Regions from separate parts of the Mus musculus genome. Here all the other regions are linked to region 2. A link is a contact called in public Hi-C and promoter capture Hi-C data. All regions are on one chromosome and are shown on one strand. Each heading gives the region's core, a stretch centred on a gene start, on an enhancer-like site or on the middle of the called end of the contact. The rest is flanking DNA. Distances are from core to core; before and after follow the strand shown.

Evidence for each region. Promoter capture Hi-C pulls out the DNA fragments that hold promoters and counts their contacts. A called contact is a pair of places that touch in the nucleus more often than the background predicts.
Region 1: a contact with region 2 is called in a Hi-C map of uterus, with 4 times the contacts expected there. The contact joins the enhancer-like site here to the promoter of Smoc2 in region 2. A contact is called at or near these places in 12 of 39 promoter capture datasets (the 3T3-L1 cell line, the HPC-7 cell line, the SN4741 cell line and 8 more), 4 of 484 Hi-C or Micro-C datasets (embryonic fibroblasts, nephron progenitors and uterus), 6 of 115 datasets of contacts at active chromatin or transcription factors (craniofacial prominence, embryonic hindbrain, embryonic limb bud and 3 more) and 1 of 9 other capture datasets (embryonic stem cells).
Region 3: a promoter capture Hi-C map of cranial neural crest shows a contact between it and region 2. The contact joins the enhancer-like site here to the promoter of Smoc2 in region 2. A contact is called at or near these places in 11 of 39 promoter capture datasets (the 3T3-L1 cell line, cranial neural crest, embryonic stem cells and 6 more), 1 of 15 datasets of contacts at CTCF or cohesin (the NIH/3T3 cell line), 1 of 484 Hi-C or Micro-C datasets (nephron progenitors), 2 of 115 datasets of contacts at active chromatin or transcription factors (craniofacial prominence and stem cell-derived neural progenitor cells) and 1 of 9 other capture datasets (embryonic stem cells).
Region 4: a contact with region 2 is called in a promoter capture Hi-C map of second pharyngeal arch cranial neural crest, with 5 times the contacts expected there. The contact joins the enhancer-like site here to the promoter of Smoc2 in region 2. A contact is called at or near these places in 12 of 39 promoter capture datasets (the HPC-7 cell line, the SN4741 cell line, cranial neural crest and 7 more), 6 of 484 Hi-C or Micro-C datasets (embryonic fibroblasts, embryonic stem cells, myocytes and 1 more), 10 of 115 datasets of contacts at active chromatin or transcription factors (craniofacial prominence, embryonic basal ganglia, embryonic hindbrain and 7 more) and 1 of 9 other capture datasets (pancreatic islet).

What each region holds. Positions count from the first base shown.
Region 1 is chr17:14,475,002-14,478,404 of GRCm38.p6, forward strand. The region is part of intron 1 of Gm38551 (a long non-coding RNA gene); the gene reads left to right. Among named protein-coding and RNA genes, the nearest start is that of Gm38551, 27 kb to the left of the region's middle. Within about 2 kb of position 1,425, at least 31 of the 459 cell types and tissues checked have an H3K27ac peak or open chromatin away from gene starts, as enhancers often do. A contact at or near this core is called in uterus, where this site is marked.
Region 2 is chr17:14,277,656-14,281,005 of GRCm38.p6, forward strand. Smoc2 (SPARC related modular calcium binding 2) reads left to right here and starts at 1,851. Exons shown (of 13, transcript NM_022315.2): 1 at 1,851-2,144. The coding sequence starts at 2,061. Gm52280 (a long non-coding RNA gene) reads right to left here and starts at 2,856. Exons shown (of 3, transcript XR_003952216.1): 1 at 2,457-2,856; 2 at 888-1,033; 3 at 193-465. It overlaps Gm34567 (a long non-coding RNA gene), which reads left to right. Exons shown (of 4, transcript XR_385414.4): 4 at 1-107.
Region 3 is chr17:14,453,363-14,456,464 of GRCm38.p6, forward strand. All of the region lies in intron 1 of Gm38551 (a long non-coding RNA gene), which reads left to right. Among named protein-coding and RNA genes, the nearest start is that of Gm38551, 5.0 kb to the left of the region's middle. Within about 2 kb of position 1,464, at least 22 of the 459 cell types and tissues checked have an H3K27ac peak or open chromatin away from gene starts, as enhancers often do. A contact at or near this core is called in second pharyngeal arch cranial neural crest, where this site is marked.
Region 4 is chr17:14,495,806-14,498,834 of GRCm38.p6, forward strand. No RefSeq gene overlaps it. Among named protein-coding and RNA genes, the nearest start is that of Gm34916, 25 kb to the right of the region's middle. Within about 2 kb of position 1,291, at least 7 of the 459 cell types and tissues checked have an H3K27ac peak or open chromatin away from gene starts, as enhancers often do. A contact at or near this core is called in embryonic limb bud and second pharyngeal arch cranial neural crest, where this site is marked.

The DNA of each region.
Region 1 (3,403 bases), core at 175-2,674, 200 kb after region 2:
AAGTGTGAGCTCTAGGAGGAGACGTCCCTCAAAGACAAAGCAAGCTGTTAAACAAAGAGATGCTAGTACAGATAGGAAGAACCCTTCCCTGAGCCCTGAGCAAAGTGTCCCAAAATCCACGCTAGGTTCTTCATGGCCACCCTTGCTGACGGCAGATGCAAGGAAGAGGATTAAAGAAACACCAGGAACAAGGTGGAAGCTGGAAACAGGCAGAAGGAAGGGCTAGCAGGATATAGGTAGAAGTCAAATGCACCAGAGGCCAGGAGGTAGTGGTCTGCCCCAAGTCTTGCAGTGTGCCCAATAAAGAGCTCCTAGTTTGGAGGGATATTCCTGGGCACAATAGAAATGAAACAGGCCAGACCAGTGTCAGCCTTAGGACTCAAAGGCAGGAGCAGGTTGTAGGAGAAAGAGTGTGCAGAGAGCCTGCAGCAGAGCGGAGAAGTGCCAGCTAGCACCAGAGCCCAGAGGTTTGTGGAGGGTCTCCCTCCGACCTCCCAGGATTAGAACATCAAAGGAAACTGTTAGCAGCACTGAAACCGGATCTCTGTCATCCACCCAGGCTATAAAAAGCCTCTGATAAATGGAGATAAGGATTCACATGTTAGTGTGGCTTTAAAAGGGGGCCAAGGTCCTATGTGTTTATTTCTTGCGACTTTAAGATGCTTTGACATGGGTGTATTAAAAGTGATGTGTGTTAATTTTATTTAAAGTTTTACGAAGTTTGGTGATCCTATCACATCACCCCGTCCCCATTAAATATGTCATACTTTATAGTTTAAAATTTTTCTTTTTAAATGCCGTGTTTATTCAGCTGCATAAATCACTATGGTTGTAAGTGGTCTTAAGAGCTCATTTTCAGCTACAACCTTTAAAAAGAGCCTCGTTGCTCTGAGCTTCTCAAGTGTGCTGGCACCGTGTGGAGCTGGGGCTCAGCCTTTATACCACTCTTAAAAATCATTGCCAGACACTTGTAGAGCCCAGCACACTGGGGACTCGACTAGACAGTTCCCGCCCCTCCCTGACCTGGGGGCCAATGGCTCTTTGCTAGACTTATTCTGGTGACAGTGTAGCCTCTGGCACACCTGTAACGACTCGCTGTCCTCACTGTTTCCAGAGAAGAGCCGCCAGAAACTTGTCATCGTAGCTTTCTACTGACATTGCTAAACACTTAGAATGTTAATAAAACAAAGAACGCTAGAGATGGGGGCGCGCTGGGGTGTTGAGGCCCCGTAGCAGCTCTGGGGGCACTCTGAAAGATCCTACAGGGAGGGGAAGAAAAGAGGCTGCCAGAGGCTGTTTGCTTTCATGGGCCCAAACATTCCCCTGGTTTAACTGAGATAAGCATCTTTAAATCTCTTAAAGTGTTTCTGCTGGTGCAAAGCTAAATGTCATCACGCCTTTCCTCACGCACTGCTGCGGCCTGGTTCTCATCAGCGAAAGAAGAAACCGATGGAAGGAGCCTGTGCTCGCCCCAGCTTCAAGCAGGAAGTCTTTACAGGAGGAACGCGTGGCCCAGGCATCAGTCCATGGTCGTCTGGTGTCACCCCTGCCTTTTCTCTGTGTCTATCAGTCTTTCATCACTGGTCCTCCAGGCAGGTCTCAGTCACTTTCCCATGTATCTCCATGCGTGCTCTTCAACAGACAACCTCACGGGCACTTTCTCTGTGCCCAGGAGAAGCCTGTAGCAGGATAAGTCCCTGACTTCCTTCAGATTCCAGCTAGAGTTTTGCCTTTTCCATAGTCAGCCATGTGCACTTTCCTCCCCCACATGCCCAGCCAGCCACTGCAGGTACCATGGTGTGAACCTTGTGAGTGATCACCACCAGCAGGGTAGCCTCAGAGATGCAGCGCGCGGCAGCCTCGCGGACAGAACTGCTGGGGGCTTGGCTAGCTCTCCTGTTTGTGTGGCCTGCACTGGTGTGGCCCAGCCACTGAGCTGGTGCCGGCTGCACGTGGCCAAAATGAGGCCACAGACTGAAATACTCAGAGCAGTGTGGTCACAGCGAGGACGGCAGAAAGACAGGCTGGTGTAACCGTCCGTGTTGTCAGGATGTGCCCAGCCTCAAAGCCATGCACAAGGCGAAATGAGTCCCATATGCTTAAAATGTGATGCACTTCCTCAGGTCACAAACAGGAGTGACCCCTCCCTCTGCTCTTTCTATAATCTGATGTAATATTCCAGTCTCCATAGGGGGAGCATGAGGGGACAAGGGCACAAGCTACTGGACCCTGCCATTGCTGGCCAGCTAAGTGGTGCTGGAAACCAAACCCAGTAACAGCAACATGTGCACTTGACTATTGAGCCATCTATCCAGGCCAAGTTATTTTTTAAGTTAAAATATAATTATATAGTTTTCCTCCTTTAACCCATCCCCATGCATCCCCCACCATCCTCTCTTGATTTCATGCCTCTCTCTTCTCTCACGACATTTACATATATATGTACATATGTATATATATAAACATATATATGTACATATATATACACACACACACAAGCTATGTGTATACATACACACACACACCCTGCTCAGCTCATATAATGTCACTTGCATGTATATGACACATGATTTGGGGGCTGACCACATGGCATTGGATAACCAATCAGGGAAGATTATTCTTCCCATTCACTGCATCCTTTACTTGCCTTTCATTCTTTGGTTCGGGTTGGGACCCCGAGAGATTTCCCTGTTTCATATTAATGTGCGTCTTGGTGTTGCTGCAGTTCAGGTCTTGTTTAAGCAATCATGTTGATGCAATTTCATGGATGGATGTAGCTTCTCTGTCAGTTCTAAGAGGTGAAATCTCACAGTAAAATTTCTCTCTTTTGTACAATCTTTCTGCCCTTATTCCGTGATGTTCCCTGAACCTTGAGTGCAGGAGCTGTGTGTGCTATGTGTCACCCGGGGCTGGGTACCACATGATCATTTGATTGATTGTGGTTTTTCTGTAATGGTCTCCATCTGTTGTAAAGAGAAGTTTCTTTTAAGAGGGGTGAGAGCTACATTTATCTGTGGGTCTGAAGATAAATATTTAGAATGTAGTTAGGAATTGTGCTGCTTTTGTGAAGCAGTGGTAGAAACAACTCAGTAATTTGTAAATGTAGAGTTGTACAACCCAAAACACAGTTTATTTCCCTTCCTTCAAACAGTTTCTCCTGATCAGGGCAAACCTGCTTATCCCTGAGGCAAATTCTACAGCCTTCCCAAATCCTTCCTGTCACAAAAAGCCATGTTAGGATCCTTGTTTTTACTCTTCCCTTAACACAGAGTGTTTTGGACTCACCCTGTTGGAGTGAGCTACCCAACAGAACTTCATGGTGTGGATAACCCACAGTCGTGTGTCTGTTCTCATTATGAACACATCAGTAATTATTATTGTTGTTATTATTATTATTGCTTCA
Region 2 (3,350 bases), core at 601-3,100:
ACTCCCATGGAAGAGAGTAGACAAAAAGCTATTTTCAGACTTTCAGTCCCAAGAAGACATTTCAGCTAATAATTTGTACCCTTGAAATAAAAGGTAAAAGGAAAATGTTTTGTACCAAATACTTCTTGAATGTGCTGATTTTCATCATCATCATCACCACCACCACCACCACCACCATCATCACCATCATCATCATCACACCACCATCATCACACCACCATTACTACGATAGAAGTACACAACATTTGTATCATTTTTTTTGGTTCAATGTATATGTTATTTGCTTACTCAGTCATGCCTGTCCCTGGGCTGAGTCTGACCCTGAAGAGTTTTGCTACGATGTTCCTCCATGTCCTCAGTGTAGGAAGGGTGTTGAAGGCTTGACAGATTTCGAGTTTTGAAGGTTTCTTTCAGCAGCCATCTCTAGAAGGTTCTCTTTCCCTGTGTGATGTGAGAGTTCCTTTCCTGAGGAGACATAAGCAAGATCTATCTCTCCTCAAAAGGCCCCAGTGGCAAAACAAACTAGGATTCCATGGGGAGTTCAGCACGGGGAGCTAGTGAGCTTGTGCTTACTAACATGCATAGGTGAGGGGTTCACTGCAGGAATGTGATTAACGTCAGAGCATCCATAGTCCAGTCTTCACACAGCTTGGATGATGGCTTCCACACCCACATAGATGGAGCCCCTCTCGGGGAATTTGCCCCAGCTCATGATCTCGAGTACCTCCAGAGGCCCTGAAGGACAACTATTAGGAAGAACTGCACGAACACCCGCCATCTGAGGTGAAGTCCAGTGATACTTCCCATTCGTTCTCTCCTCCAGTGAGGGAATGTCAGCTGTCCACAAGCCCACTCCTAATGACCTCCTGAAAATAGGCACAGCCCACCTGATGAAGTTGGGACTGTTTGCTCGGTTGACTTCATTCTTCAAGGCTATCCTTTTGGAGCTCCAGCGCTGTTCTTCTCCAGAGGTCCCCGTGTTGGGCTAGGGCAGGGTAGCTGCTTTCTGATTGGTCTACGATCTCACAGGAATCTCCAGAGCAGCAGAGGAGAGAGAAGTTAGAGGTGAGCTTGCTGTTTTGCTCCCTACAGAGAGGCCCTGACAAGTCAATTGATTCTTTGTTCTCGAAAGTCTTCCCAGCTGGCTTTCTGCGTGAGGTAGAATTAGGGCCTTTTCCTGTGAAGCTACCAGCCAGGGCTAAACTATTTCAGCAATGCTCCTTTTGCAGGACCTGGTGCGCAAAATCCCCTTGGTTTCTATCACAGTCAAAAGCCTACTCAAATGCGCTTGCTGCCGAACACCTGAAATGCTTGCCTAAACTGTTTGAAGCGGCCACATCAATGTGTGCGCTCACCTTTCTCTAAGTTTGCCCAACTCAAGGAAGTCATCTGCCTCACAGATCTGTTTTCAGACCCCTCCCGCCCTCCTCGTTAACCTGCGGAAAGATGCAGGACTCCTGGTGTTCTCAGAGGCCCTACCGAGGAGCCAATGACCACTTAGCATCTCAGAGTGCTACATTCTGGTGAATGTAAAGCCACAGGCGAGCCAAGGCACAGTGGGGACCCTCCAAGGTGAAGACAGAAGGCGCCCTAGGCCAGGAGGGTGGGGCTCAGTGCATCTCTTGGAGCCAGTGTGAGTGTGCATGCCTGTAAGGTGTGCCCTGGCATTGGCTTGAAGGAGGCGTGCAAACAGCATCAACACACGCTTGCCTAGTCCTGGTAGCCTTCGCTGTCTCCTTCACAGCCCTGCGCGCCGGGCGGCCCCTGCGCGGGCGCGGTGGCTAAGGGAGGTGGGGCGGAGGGAGGAGATTTGCGGGCGGGAGGGCGAAGAGGGCGGGACAGGAGGATCCGGGGAAACTAGGGCTGTTTGACAGCAGCAGCGGCAGTTCGGGGAGCGCCGGCCAGAGCGCACGGAGGGGCCGTGCGGTCTCCACCAGCGGCCATAGGACCGCGGAGCAGTTCTAGCCCGCTCGCCCGCACGTTCGCACACCGGATCTTCGCCGAGTGCCAGGGCGCAGCGCGTGGGGCGTCTGCCTCGCTTGGTCCCCTCCAGCGTCACCATGCTGCCGCCACAGCTGTGCTGGCTGCCGCTGCTCGCTGCCTTGCTGCCGCCGGTGCCCGCGCAGAAGTTCTCAGCGCTCACGGTAAGTCCCGGGACGCGCCCCTGTCTTTCTCTGTTGTCCCTCACTGAGAACCCACTCTTCCTTCTGGGACAAGGCTCCGGGAGCAGGTGGCCCAGCAATCCCCAACAGGTGGGTTCGGGAGAGTCCCACAGCGTGCGTGTCCAGGGTCGATAGCTACTCAGTATGTGAAGGGCTGCTGGTCCTACTAGTCCAGGATAGAAGGGAGTTGACATGCAGGAGTGCCTGGAGTCCCCCACTTTGGGCGAGATGAGATGGCACAGGAACAAGGATCTGGGCCACTTATGCACCTCAGCTCTTTCAGGGCGAACTCACCGGGACTGGGTGCCCACCTTGCCAACGCCACCGACCCAGCCTAGGATTAGGAAGCGGGCAATCTTCGGCTCCAGCGCCACGAGGACCCCTTGTACCCCAACCCCCCTTATGGGGGAGAAAGGGGCCACATCCCATGTGTTCCACTTGTGGCGGAGCATCTCAGAGAACCCTTAATTGAGAGGAAGAAGCAGATATGACATTGAATTAAAGAGCGCGTTTCTTTAAAAAAAAAAATCCAAAATCCAAAAGCCAAAAAACAAAAAAAACAACTCATAGAGGAGGAACAATCTCCAGCACAGGAGGCATAGAGGAGCGCCCCTGGTCTCGTGGGTCCTCTCCTCAGGAGCAGGATGCAGTGCGCGCCAGGGCGCGCTCCCGAGCGCGCGTGGCACTGTGGTTGACCGCTCTAAGTTTGTCTCTCTTAGTTGCAGTACTGGCTACGCCAAGGCGCGAGGTGAGGTGCCAAAAGCCGCGCTGTGGATGGGGGCTGAGCGCGTCCACCTCGGGCCAACACAACCGCGGCCACTCCTGCGGGCTGGTGTCTGCAGAGCCCGGCGGGCAGCCCTTCTGCGGCCCGCGCGCTAGGGAACCCATAATTAATGCAATCTGCAGAAACGAAAGCATTCCACTTAAACGTGTTTTTGAACAAGTGCTTAAGAAAACACCAAGGTGGTGAGCAGGCTCCCGTGGAGAGGAGTGTTGGAGTGGTAGGTGCCCTGGGGAGGGTGCTTAGCCTATGGAAAACCAGGGCTAGCCCACGAGTCGAAGCTTTTTGCAAAAGTGAAGCAAGCTGGCCAGCCTGTTGCTTTTTCTTCCCCTCTCCCTGTTTCTCAGCAGCTTGAAAGGGGGAAGATTGAGTGAGTTCATTGTTCATACCTAAAATTCTTCTGGGGC
Region 3 (3,102 bases), core at 214-2,713, 180 kb after region 2:
ATCTATTGGTATTATTTTGAGGGTAAGCATGGCACATCAGTTACACAAGGAACCTACAATATTGAGGAAGAAGAGCTAGAAACAGCCAAGTGGAGCAACACTTATCCATGCTGAGAATGTAGAGAAGGCAGCTCAGGTTGTACCAAGGCCACCAAGATACCCCAGAAATGGACTTCTGGTGATGAGAAGAGAGAGAAAGGACTCAGGTGAGCTGCATGGCCACAACAATATCAACAACAACAACAACAATAAAAACAACAACACACCTTTCATGGCTGCTATCATAACTAAATTCTTCCAATTATTTGAAAATTGACCTAACACACATATGCCAATTACATACATTAAGAAAATTTAACAAAGTCCTGGGATACTACTAACATGGAAAATCTGATAGACACTCTGTTGCCAAATTAGCAATAGCTAAAACTTTGTTTTTCATGTAGTATGTTTTTTTTAATTTACTTTAAATTTTATTATCATTTATATTTATTCTTTCAAATGAATGGGGTAGAAGACCCTTTAGTGGGAGGCAAACGTGTCTTACTGCCCCTGCGCTTGAGTCTGGGAAGCTTCTGTCCCTAGTGTCTTGGCTTTTCACTTTTCAAGGTGTTTAATGCTGCCAATTAGATACAATCTAGGATCACCTAAGAAATAATGCTCTTGCTGCATGTCCCCTCACTCCTGCTGCATGTCCCCTCGCTCCTGCTGCATGTCCCCTCACTCCTGCTGCATGTCCCATGCTCCTGCTGCATGTCCCCATGCTCCTGCTGCATGTCCCATGCTCCTGATGCATGTCCCATGCTCCTGATGCATGTCCTCATGCTTCTGCTGCATGGCTTCATGCTCCTGCTGCATGTCCCCATGCTCCTGCTGCATGTCCCATGCTCCTGCTGTATGTCCCATGCTCCTGATGCATGTCCCATGCTCCTGATGCATGTCCTCATGCTTCTGCTACATGGCTTCATGCTCCTGCTGCATGTCCTCTTGCTCCTGCTGCATGTCCCTATGCTCCTGTTGCATGTCCTCTCGCTCCTGCTGCATAGCCTCATGCTCCTACTGCATGTCCCCATGCTCCTGCTGCATGTCCCATGCTCCTGCTGCATGTCCCATGCTCCTGCTGCATGTTCCCACGCTCCTGCTGCATGTCCCCATGCTCCTGCTGCATGGCCTTATGCTCCTGCTGCATGTCCCCATGCTCCTGCTGCATGTCCCATGCTCCTGCTGCATGTCCCATGCTCCTGCTGCATGTCCCATGCTCCTGCTGCATGTTCCCACGCTCCTGCTGCATGTCCCCATGCTCCTGCTGCATGGCCTTATGCTCCTGCTGCATGTCCCCATGCTCCTGCTGCATGTCCCCATGCTCCTGCTGCATGCCCCATGCTCCTGCTGCATGTCCCCGTGCTCCTGCTGCATGGCCTTATGTTCCTGCTGCATGTCCCCATGCTCCTGCTGCATGGCCTTATGTTCCTGCTGCATGTCCCCATGCTCCTGCTGCATAGCCTTATGTTCCTGCTGCCTGCCTCCCCTGCTGTCATGTGCTGTATCACAGAACCATGAACCAAGACCTTCGTTCTGTTGCTTTTGTCAGGGGCTTTTTCACAGCAGTGAGAAATGTTACTAATCCAAGTTTTATGCCATTGTTCTGCTGACCATACCAACTGCACAGGCTTTGGTTTTAGAACAAAGCAAAGGAATGGATGGGGAGTCAGGGTGCAAGTGGGGAGGGACCTTCGGAAAGCAACATCAACCATTACCATTTCTGTAGATTAGATGCAGACTCACATAATGAGCCTTTCCTAGTTCCCAGAAAAATGAACTTGGTGAAAGAGCGAGAAAAATAACACCACATGTTCACCTCCAGGGTCTCAAATTACCCAGAGAAAGATTGTTTTATCCAAGCAAAGAGAGCAAACACTGCAGCTGAAGTGAACTGGGCGTTTAGGCAATGGACAGCCACTGCCAAGGCAAAGTCTGTGCAGAGCAGCGGGAGGCTAGGCCAGCCACCTTCACCCAACAGAGCGTGGTTTGTGCTACTGGCTGGCACACACCTGCTCCGTGGATCCTGCCGAGACCCAGGGAGGCTGCAGCCTGGCTTTCTTCCCCAGTCCTTCATCCAGCTGCATGGACACTCTAACCTGTACACCATCCTTCTTGATGGAAGACACTAGTGGCCAAAGTGCAAGTGGGATGCAGAGGAAGCTGTGGACATGGGCTCTTCTCTTCGAGGCCTCGGTGCCCATGGGTCACTGTTATGGCCTTGGAAAGGCTCTACCTGGCACCAAGCCCAGCTTCTCCTCTATAGTCTTGGAAGAAGCCTGGGAATTTGGAAGGCATTTCTGCACTCCTGTGGTGTTGCACATGGCAGTATAAACACCGTTCTGAAAGAGTCTATTGGGTAATTAATCATTTCAACCCCGATAGTTTCTGGATGGGCTGATACCTCTGCCCTGGGAGGAATGTCTAAATGCTTAGCCAAATCATCATCTTTGTAAAACAAAAAATCAACAAGGCCTGTTTCTTCAGAAGTCAGTTTTGATCTGAATGCCCCAATGGCTGGACCTCAAGGAATGATTTAGGTGTTTTTCTATAAAACAAGGCAGGTATTCTCCAGTGCAGCTGCTCTCGGGGACACACAGAGCTTTCTGTGAAGTATGTCTCAATACTTACAGAGATTTTAAAAGAAAATATTTGGGCTGTGGTTTATGAATCAAACAGTTTTAAGTATGTAAATAAGGAGGGGCTGGCTCTCCTTCCAGAATAGCACACAGGGCTGTCCAGCCTGGGCCACCTTCTGACAGCAAGGATGGGCTGTGCAAGGTGCCAGCAGGTTTGTTTCCCAACATGGGGCAGACACGCATGGATTGTGCACAAGGTACGGAAGCCGATGGCTCATGGCTAAGTTGGGTGCTCTAGTGAGAACGCGTCCCTTGGTAAGCACAGTCAGTCCGTTAACTTTCCTCAGACATCTTCCTTAGAGCTTTTGCTTGGCTAAAGCAACTTATATTCTGACAGGGAGATACATCTTCTTGTATGTGTCTCTCTGAATGTGCTACACTCAGGAGCAGGGCAAGGTCAGGGCCAGGTCAGGACAGAGTCAGA
Region 4 (3,029 bases), core at 41-2,540, 220 kb after region 2:
AAGCCCAGCTCCAAGAGAGGGAACAGAAAGATGCAGAGGCTTTTTGAAAGAAAGAAGAAAGGTATAGAAGGAAGGAAGGAAGTAGGGAAGGAAGGAGGGAGGGAAGAAAGAGAGGGAGGGAGGGAGGAGGGAAGGAAGGAAGGAAGGAAGGAAGGAGGAAAGAAAGAAAGAGAGAGAGAGAGAGAGAGAGAGAGAGAGAGAGAGAGAGGAAGGAAGAAAGGATAGATGGAAAGAAAGCAAGGAGTTGGTATCTTGACCTTCAACCATATTGACAAGTACATGCCAAAGTGAGCACCACTCAGGCCCCCAAAGACCAGCTCTAGAGCACGTGGAGTGGCCTGCAGAGTTGTCTGGGGACAGAGCGAAGATGGGGAGATGGTTAACTATGAATGGGCGCAGGTGTAGACTTAGCAAACTACACTTTACCATGGGTTCCCGGCAAGATGTCAGTTACCCATGGCTCAGTACTCTGAAGCAAGCTTACACAATTGTACATTAAGGCATGTTTCCTCGGCTGTATGTCAATTACAGCTCAATACAATGTCCAAAAGAATCTTCAGAGAAAACAGAATGAGATGAGCCCTCGGGAATGTTCTGTAGGATTGCAGATTCTCTTCCATTCATTACTGTGTTGTTGCTGGAACTCTACGTGCTTAGTCCATGGTGGGCTCTTGATTGGCTGGTTGGTTGGGATTTTGCTTGTTTTTTTCCTCTCTCTCTCCCTCCCTCCCTCCCTCTCTCCCCCTTCCCTCAATCTCCCTCTCCCCCCTCTCCCTCCCCCCTTCCTTCTTTTTCTCTCATGGGTTAGAGTTATTGGCAGTGGATACTTTCTGAGGAAAGAAGACTCATTCGGTTTTTTTTGAGGATGTGTCCACTGCAGGTTTCTACGCTCCAGTGGAGGACTCACACCCCACACTGATGGCCTTTTAAATCTTAAAAAGGCATGAGGTTGGGAGGCAGATGTTAGGTAGGATATAGGGGAATGGATATAGTGGTAGATGTAATCATATTTTATTTAATTTATGTTTGAAATTTTCAAAAATAAGGAATTGTTTAAATGGTCACAGCTTAAAGAATCACACAGTAAGACACATTCCAACAGAGAAGACATGATAGGAAGTGGCACTGTGTGTCAGGAGTAACATCCAGGGCTCAGTGTCCAAAAGCTGAGGTCTCCTCTGAGCAGAGACTCGGGACAAAAAGCCAAGAAACGAAGGCACGTACTTGTAGGTTTCGACGAGACCAAGCCTTTCCCACCCCAGTTCTACAGACGATGCCACAGGGCTTCATTCACCCAACTTATTCCTGGCTTGCATTCCGTTAATTTCCTCCATCGAAAGACAAATAGAATCTTTGGTGGACAAAGCGTTAAAACATCAGGAATGCTGGCTCCGTCTGTGTGCTCCATGTTTGCCTACCCCGCCTGACAGCTTCTTCCATTATTTATGGGAACTGGGGGATTGTAGCATTCCTTTAGGTCACCTGTGCAACATCTGGCATCCATTGAGGCGGACGGGCCCATTAATGGAGCTGTAATTTATTCGACTTCTCTGGCACTGGTTTCAGCGTGCGTGGTTGTCAATATTCCAGGCAAATGTGTGCGCAGGTCCCCTTCGGGCACCTGAAAGGCAGCCGCGTTCTAGATGTTAAGCTGTAAGACGTGACCTGGATCAATATTCCCCACTCAGGAACTGATAATAATTGGTAATACTTCCATTTTCAGTTGTTTTGTGGCAATAGGGCTGGGAGAGGTTCCCAGGGCTCTGCATTGGGGTGGGTAAATGCACCCCACCTCCTAGGTGCAGGTATCCAAAGACCACACCGTTTTCTCTTTCTCTGTTGGAGCATCTCCAGCCAGCTGCAGGGAATACTTGGAACACCGGCAGCCAGGGAAGGTGCGGCCCCTCTGTAGTGCACCTTCTTGACATTGGTAAAATGGGGTGGGCGTGGAAAGCAAAAACAAAGCACTGACAAGATGGAAAAAAGAAAACTAAGGCAAAGTGACCTGACCATGCCCTTGTCAATCAGACCCAGACCAAGGGGACGAGGTGGCCTCTCTATCTCAGGGCAGGAAATTGCTGAGCATGGAATGTAGCTTCTCCTTGATTAAACAGCCCACGAGTCAAGGCCCAGGGGAGATACTCCACCTTCAGCCCTTTGTGGGGAACGTCTGCACCTGCTTTTTACCTTCTGCTTGGACTATGAAAATAAAAATAGAATTAGCCTGAAATCTTTGATGATAATTTCTAAAATGTGAGAAAACTATTCCTGTAATTGCCATGAATGCAAGGCCAAAATCTTGAACATAGTCTGAGGGAGTTAAGTACCCAACCCACCGCTGTCTCCGTGACTGCCGCAGGAGAAAGAGAGCTCACTGCTAAGGAGGCCAAGAGCTAGGGAAACTCTCTGGGAATCTTCTACAAGGGCCCCACACTCCAAAACAAAAAGGAGGGAGAAGAATGGAGAGAGATAGTAAAAGAGAGGGGATGACTGATACCCCGATGCCCATCAGTGAGGGTGGGTGAAAATACACAGTGGAGTATTATTCAGCTATGAAAAATGAAGTTGGGTCAGTTGCAGGAAAGTAGATGGAACAAGAAATTATCGTCTTCAGCTTAACAAGCCAGAATTGGAAACACACACACACACACACACACACACACACACACACACACTCACGTTTTTCTCTCCTATACCCAGCTAAGATTTAACAATAACAATAACAATAACAATAACAAAAAGGACATGAAAGTAGATGGGAAGATTATTTGGAAAGAGGGATATGAGAAAACAGGATGGAGCAAGACAAGGTAAGGGGTGGGGGAAGGAGGGCAACCCGACAACAGTACATGGTGGTCTGTGAAACATAATGAAGGCCGTCTTTGCACAGCTAGTATATGCTAATTTAATAGTTTTAAAGACTGTATTATAAGAAACTTGCAAATAAGAGAAATTACATACCACAAATAAGGAGACCCAAAGTCTATATCTCTCAATGAATAGTTAAAATAGTCAGTTGAATAGTTGTT